Regions from separate parts of the Oryctolagus cuniculus genome. Here region 1 is linked to region 2. Evidence: chromatin contacts called from public Micro-C data. All regions are on one chromosome and are shown on one strand. Each heading gives the region's core, a stretch centred on a gene start, on an enhancer-like site or on the middle of the called end of the contact. The rest is flanking DNA. Distances are from core to core; before and after follow the strand shown. Region 1 holds the start of MOK (MOK protein kinase). Region 2 overlaps LOC100338442 (EEF1A lysine methyltransferase 1).

Region 1 (3,853 bases), core at 1-2,500, 140 kb before region 2:
CTGGTTCTAGTCCCGGCTGCTCCACTTCTGATGGCGCTCCCTGCTAATTCACCTGGGAAGGCAGCCAAAGATGGCCCGAGTGCCCGGGCGCCTGCACCCACCTGGGGGCCAGATGGAGTGCCTGGGCCCTGACCAGCCGCAGTCCCGCATCCAGAGCTCACTGAACGTTCACTGTGGAGCCACTTTACAGAAACAAGATGGCAGTAGTATAATGACTGGCTGGGGTCACCCACTGGGGGTCTTTTCCCTATTACTTTCCCCCTCGTCTTTTTATTAGAAAGGGAGAGAGAAGGGAGGGGAGAGGAGGGGAGGGGGAGAGATCTTGCATTTGCTGATTGACTCCCCACATACACACAGTCAGGGCTCCGCCAGGCTGAAGCCAGGGCCCAGAACTCAACTTGGGTCTCCTACGTGTGTGCAGGGGCACAAAGACTTGGGTCATCCCCTGCTGCTTTCCCAGGTGCACTAGCAGGGCTGGGATCAGAAGTCCAGCGGCTGGACCTTGAACCCTGGCTCCTATGGGTGGCAGCTGCAGAACCTACATCTGCACCCGCCCATGTAGAGTGTTCCTCAGCTCCCGTTTTCACGGTAATTTGAATGGCTCCGTGTGCTCCGTTCAAGCTCGGTTTTCTCTGTGAGGTGCTCAGGATTTTCTAAAATGAACTGAATTTCGATTCCTGATTTTTCTAACTTCCGCCTGCGTCCCGGTCACAGGAACATTAATTAAGATGATCAGCAGCAGGAAACAGATTGTCTGCTAAACACCGCCGTCCGGGCTCAATCCACTGATACCGGAAAACGGGGAAAACTAAGGCGAGGATACGGGATGAACAGCCAAGGACCGGTTTTGTAGGTCCGAGGTCAAGCGGCTGTGCACGTGGTTGGACAAGCGAGGCTCCAGGTGCAGCAGCACCCCGAGCACGGCGCTGCAGACGGCCGGGTCACGGCGGCGTCCCTGGCGGGAGCTGGCGGAAGACTGACTCGATCCCGTGTTCCACTCCCTGCCCCAGGTGCACCCCAAGCCAGGCCAAGCCCCGGCTACGCCCGTGAGCGCGCGCAGCTCGTGCACCCACAGGGGGCGCTCGCGTCCGACTCCGGCCCAAGACAGCGACCTGCACGCCTTTATTTACTCACGAAAGCCGGGTCTTGTTTTTGAAACTAGGGCGGCGCGGGAGGTTGCTTAGCAACCAAGCCGCGGGCGGGCCGCACCGCGCACGCGCGCTCGAGCGGCGCAGTCCTGCGCACGCGCGGGGCGCCGCACGGGGGCGCGCCGAGCGACGGTTGCTAGGGTGACGGGGATACAACATGGCGGCGGGGTCCTAACGCTCTCCAGAGGGGGAGCACCGCGGCGGTCGTGGTGCTGAGGCAGGATCCGGCCTCTGGAGCGTGGAAGCGTGCTACCCTTCCTGTCCTTCCCGTGAGGGGATGTACCTGGCATCCGCATCCGGCATGAAGGGTGAGTGGGGTCGGGGTGGGCGGGGAAGGAACCGGAGAGGGTGCGCGGCCGGACCCCGGCACCCTGTGCCGGGTGGGCGAGGGGCGCCGGCCGAGGCCCCAGCCGGTCGGCTGAGAGGCCGTCATCCCCCGGGGGCTCGCGGCTGCGGGAGCCCGAGGCCCCCGCCGGATATTGGGGTGCGAGTGAGTACGTTGGCACTTTGGGAGTTGCGCTTTTTTGTTAGTTTTTTTAGTGATGGGAGTCTTGTTTGAAAGTTCGACAGTATTTTATTTTTTTTGGATGAAGATTTATTTTACTTATTTGAAAGGCAGAGTTACAGAGAGAAAGATCTTCCATCCGCTGGTTCATTTCCCAAACGGCTGCAAAAGGCAAGGCTGGGCCATGCAGGAGCCAGGAGCCAGGAGCTTGTTCCGTGTCTCCCACGCGGGTGCAGGGCCCAAGCACTTGGCCATCCTCCACTGCTTTCCCAGGCCACAGCAGAGAGCAGCCGGGACTCGAACCAGCGACCATACGGGATGCCAGCACTGCGGGAGGCTGGCCCCTGCTTTAGCTTATTTTCGTCAGGAATATGTCAGATGGCATGTTGTGTCTGTTGTAGAGTGCTGTGTCGACGCACTGCGGTTTGGTGAAACTCGATTGGATTGGATCATTCACCGCTGCCCCTTAGACCCTCACGCCCCTGTTTAGAGGCGACCACTCTTACCAGTCCTGTGTGTGTGTCTGTCACTCCCTTTGTTCTTTGTCTGGAAGGCAGAGATACAGAGAACAGAGCTCTCATCCACTGGTTTACTTCCCAGATTTGTGCAGTAGCTGGGCTGAGCCAGGCCAAGGCCAAGAGCTGGGACCTCATCCAGGTCTCCCATGCGGGGGCCCAAGGACTCCGGCCGTCTTCTCCTGCTTTCCCAGGCCACAGCAGAGAGCTGGATCGGAAGTGGAGCAGCTGGGACCTGAACTGGTGCCCATATGAGATGCTAGCGCCGCAGGCAGGGGGTATAGCCCACTACGCCATGCCGCTGGCCCTGTCTGCCTTTCAAATAAATAAAATATTTTTTAAAAATGTTTGAACATAAAAATGACAGGGAGAGTAAGTTTCAGGAGAAAGCTGGGAGGCTGCTGGAGCCTGCCGCCGCCCCGCCCACTCCTGCCAGAACAGTCCTGGCCCTCGCGGGCCTCTGCTTTCGAGTCTGGAGTGGAGGTCGGGGCTTGGTGGTGTGGCGCCTGCCGTACATGAAGAGCTGGACAGGGAGGAGGTAGCGCTGTCGCCAGCACAGCCAGCCGCTCCTGAGCAGAGGGGCTCTGAGCCTTGGACAGCGGAAGGGCTGTTCCGCGGTGAACTGCTGTGCGATGGTCTCTTCAGAAGTGAATACAAACGTACGCACGCGACATCCTGTTCTTGCTCCTAGACTACAGAGCGGTTGGGAAACTAGGCGAAGGGACGTTTTCCGAAGTCGTGAAGCTGCAGAACCTGAGGGATGGAAACTACTACGCCTGCAAGCGGATGAGGCAGCACTTCGAAAGGCAGGTGGTCGCGCTTGGATCCCAAGGTGCCTTCGTGTGGGTGGGAGCCTGGTGTTCGCCTGATGGCTGTGGGACACAGGCAGACTCTGTGGGCAGTAGGCATGTGGGCTAACACTGTGTTTCTCGTACTGGAGTTTTCTCATGAGTGAGTTTACCATAGTAACAGTGATTAACGGACACAGAAACGTAAGTTGTAAAAGTCGCCTCAGTTTAAACCCTTCATGTGTTTCTCACGGTTGTATGTGTTGGATTTAAGAAAAAATTATTTATTTATTTGAAAGTCAGAGTTACACAGAGAGAGGAGAGGCAGGGAGAGAGAGGTCTTCCATCCAATGGTTCACTCCCCAATTGGCTGCAACAGCTGGAGCTGTGCCGATCAGGAGCCAGGAGCTTCTTCCAGGTATCCTACGTGGGTGCAGGGGCCCAAGGACTTGGGCCATCTTCCACTGCTCTCCCAGGCCATAGCAGAGAGCTGGATTGGAAGTGGGGCAGCCGGGACTCGAACAGCGCTCATATGGGATGCCGGCACTGCAGGCGGGGGCTTTACCTGCTACGCCACAGCGCCGGCCCCTGGATTTTTAGAAATCAAACCTTGGTCTATATGTATAGGAGTTCCCTGTGATTCAGTTAATTGTCAGCCTATTACTATTATTGAAAGTAGTTTCTGGGCGGGGCCCGAGATGACGTGTTCCCTGGGGAGGGCTGTGTTTCTCGATCACCCCCGCAGGCACTGCCCTGGCTTTCCTTCGCACACGGCACGCTGACAGCGGCCCTGGGTGCGAGCAGCAGGTGCTGGCCTCGTTGTGGCTGTTGAACTTCTCAGGGAGAGCCTGAAGCTCAGCTTCATCGTCGTCGTCAGTGTCATCAACAGAATTGGAG
Region 2 (3,493 bases), core at 727-3,226:
CAAACTCCCTGAACCTGGTACTCGCTGTCTCCACTGGCCGCTGAGCTCTGCACGCAGCACATCACTTGCCTCAGCGTCTTCCAGCAGACGGAAGATCCCTGAGGTGAGACATCTACACGATGTGCGTCTCTGCCAAGTCTGGAACACCACAGGTGTCTGCCAAGTCTGGAACACCACGGGTGTTTGCTAAGTCTGGAACACCAAGGGTGTTTGCTAAGTCTGGAACACCACGGGTGTTTGCGATGTGCGAAGTTTCCAGTAACTTCTTCTTGCTCAGTTCTACTTAACAACGCGCCTTCCCCTAGTTGTAGAGGCAGAATGTAGAATTAAGCACAGATGGATCCTGATCCACCTGTCCCATCCCTACCGCCTCTGTACACCTTGTCCCAGAGTCAGCCGAGAAGCAAAAGAGGGACAAAGAAGCAAATATCCCTTCCCATCCGTTATGCTGATCCGGCTCTTTGCAGGAGGGGTGGGCGATTTCCCAAGGAGGAGTTCTGTGGGCGCGAAGGGGTGTGAGCAGAACGGGGGGAAGGCAAGCCCTTGTAACAGGGCTTGGAGGAGAGTTCAGAGCTGTCGGGATCAAGCATTACAGGGCCAGGAGGCCCAGCCCGAGCACCCACAGCGGGGCCAGCACTGAAAGGGTGACCCATTCATGGCAAGGTGTCCACACCCAGGTATCTGGCCCCTGGCCGACTGGCCGGGTTGGCAGGTGACCCCTGGCTTAAACTAGACAGAAAGGAACTGTCAGCCCCCAGGCCAGCCAAGCAGAGGGACCTGCTCATTCCTCTTCCACTTTCTGTTTCTGAAGCACTTACCCCACCCCTGCCTGGGGGTGTCTGAGGGTAAGAGCACCTCTGGGCACCCAAGGGGCCAGCGGGACCTGTTCTTCCACTGGCAGATCACGAGGCTGTTTGGGTGGATCTGTGTTGGTCAAGACAGAAATGGAGCAGCAGTGGAGGGCAGAGCCATGGCACCCACCCGGCATTGTGCCCACTTCTCTGCAGTCCCCAAGGAGTGCAGGGAGGGCTGGACACAACCCCACTTCTCACCATTCTTTGAATTTTGCTTCTTTTAACCTTCCAGTCTTCTTCCCTTTCAAGTTCGGCCGCATTCCCACCTAATGAAAGGCTGGAAACGTCGCTGTGAACGCTTCAGGGTGAAGCTCTAATGATGGTCATCATTCTCTTTCCTAATTCTGCTCAGGGGAAATAAAACAGTGTGACTCCCAACCACGAAAGCCATTTCCAGCTGGAGACCTGAAACAGCCCTCACTGGCCAGTAGATGGCGCCAAAGGTCAGTCCCTTTCCGCCTTGGGATTCCCAGCACCTGGTGCAGTTCCAACACTGGCCAGCCCTTCACCCTGCACACAGGAGGCCACAATCCCCACCCTGTGCTGCCAGAGGAGGAGGCGGATTTGTAGGATAAAGGCAAGAGAGAGACGGAAACTAATTTCATCCCAGCTGTGGAGGAAGCATCTAGAGCTGGTTTCCAAGTGGGGATCAGCAGACGAGTGTTCCTGGAGGAGAGAAAGGCATTGCAAGAGAAGAGACGGTGGGGCCTGCCGGGTGGCACTGGGGTTGAGCTGCTGCGTGTGATCCGGGGAATCCCATCTCCAGCTTCTCGCTAATGTGCCCTGGAAGGCAGCCAACATGCGGGACCTGGCCCAGCCCTGCTTGTTGTGGGCATTTGAGGGTGAACCAGCAGATGGAAGATACCTCTCTCTGTCACTCTTCCTTTCAAATAAACAAATCTTAATGTATTCTGCTCCCCTTTCCCCAACCAATAAATGTCTGTGTTTAAAAATGAAATAAATAAAGAGGAGTACACACCGGGTTCTGTGTGCTTGCGGCAGAGCTGAGTGGAGAGGGAAGCGTGTGGGGAGGCAGGCCAGCCCAGCAAGGCTCTGGAGCTGCTGTACTGATCTGAATGAATGAAAGGAGGTTGCATCTGGGGGCAATGGGCCCTGTTGTGTGTGCATTTGATGGGTCCTCAGGCTTCCTGCGGGGGCCGGGGTGGGGGGTGGGGGGAGCCGCAGCATACCCAGGAAACAGCGCAGCAGGTGGTTGGAGGGGCAGCCCACCACCCACCACCACCCTCTCCTGCCTGTTCTTCCTCTTTCGTGGCTGTTTCTCTCTGTATTTTCTTAAATGTCCAGGTCACGCTGACGGTGCCTGGAGCACCCAGCTGGGACCCTGTGACGGGTGGGTGTCTGCAGTGTCTCAGGCTGTGGGCAGAGAGCACGTGGGTCCACGCCCCAGCAGAGAGCGGGCAGAGCTGGCATGAGTGGGCAGCTGGGGCCTGGGGCTCCAACGCTCAGGTAGAAGTGCTGGCCCAGTGCTCCAGGAGCCCCGGGAAGTGGGTGGATAAACACAGGAACTGGAACCCATCAATTCAAAAGGAGCTTGGGCTGCCTGGATCTGGGTGGGGCCCTAACCTCCAGAGCAGGGCTGTTTTATAGGAAAACTCCAGCCCCTTAGCAGCTGTCAGGACGAGGGGCTGCAGGAAAGGGGTGAGTCCAGGATGACTCAGAGGTTTGAAGGGGAGCTCAAGGCGGATGAGGGCACTCTGGGAAAGACGGACGTTTACGCTGACATCCAGGAGGACGGGTCGAGGGCCTGCCCGGGCTCATCCCACTTTCTGTTGGCCCATTTCTTGTCTGTCCCGCCCCCGCGAGTGTGAGATCCAGAGATGCTGCCTGAGACTCATCCAGTTCCCCGTGCCTCGCCCGGGGCTGTGCACACTGTCCCCCCCCCCCCCCCCCGTCTCCCTGTGCCTCACCCGGGGCTGTGCACACTGCCCCCCCACCCCACCCCCGGTCTCCCTGTGCCTCGCCCGGGGCTGTGCACACTGCCCCCCCACCCCACCCCCGGTCTCCCTGTGCCTCACCCGGGGCTGTGCACACTGCCCCCCCACCCCACCCCCGGTCTCCCTGTGCCTCGCCCGGGGCTGTGCACACTGCCCCCCCCCACCCCCGGTCTCCCTGTGCCTCGCCCGGGGCTGTGCACACTGTCCCCCCCATCTCCCTGTGCCTCACCTGGGGCTGTGCACACTGCCCCCCCCCCCCGTCTCCCTGTGCCTCACCTGGGGCTGTGCACACTGCCCCCCCCCCCCGTCTCCCTGTGCCTCACCCGGGGCTGTGCACACTGTCCCCCCCCGTCTCCCTGTGCCTCACCTGGGGCTGTGCACACTGCCCCCCCCCGTCTCCCTGTGCCTCGCCCGGGGCTGTGCACACTGTCCCCCCCATCTCCCTGTGCCTCACCCGGGGCTGTGCACACTGTCCCCCCCCCCCGTCTCCCTGTGCCTCACCCAGGGCTGTGCACACTGCCCCCCCCGTCTCCCTGTGCCTCACCCGGGGCTGTGCACACTGTCCCCCCCCGTCTCCCTGTGCCTCACCCGGGGCTGTGCACACTGTCCCCCCCCGTCTCCCTGTGCCTCACCCGGGGCTGTGCACACTGTCCCCCCCCCCGTCTCCCTGTGCCTCACCCGGGG

Evidence for each region. A called contact is a pair of places that touch in the nucleus more often than the background predicts.
Region 1: a Micro-C map of ear pinna shows a contact between it and region 2, with 3 times the contacts expected there. The contact joins the promoter of MOK here to the enhancer-like site in region 2. A contact is called at or near these places in 2 of 6 Hi-C or Micro-C datasets (ear pinna and skin fibroblasts).

What each region holds. Positions count from the first base shown.
Region 1 is chr20:45,501,958-45,505,810 of mOryCun1.1, reverse strand. MOK (MOK protein kinase) reads left to right here and starts at 1,250. Exons shown (of 10, transcript XM_051834902.2): 1 at 1,250-1,456; 2 at 2,860-2,978. The coding sequence starts at 1,426.
Region 2 is chr20:45,366,279-45,369,771 of mOryCun1.1, reverse strand. It overlaps LOC100338442 (EEF1A lysine methyltransferase 1), which reads left to right. Exons shown (of 3, transcript XR_011384983.1): 2 at 1,207-1,297; 3 at 1,375-1,830. Among named protein-coding and RNA genes, the nearest start is that of HSP90AA1, 8.7 kb to the right of the region's middle. Within about 2 kb of position 1,976, at least 2 of the 8 cell types and tissues checked have an H3K27ac peak or open chromatin away from gene starts, as enhancers often do. A contact at or near this core is called in ear pinna, where this site is marked.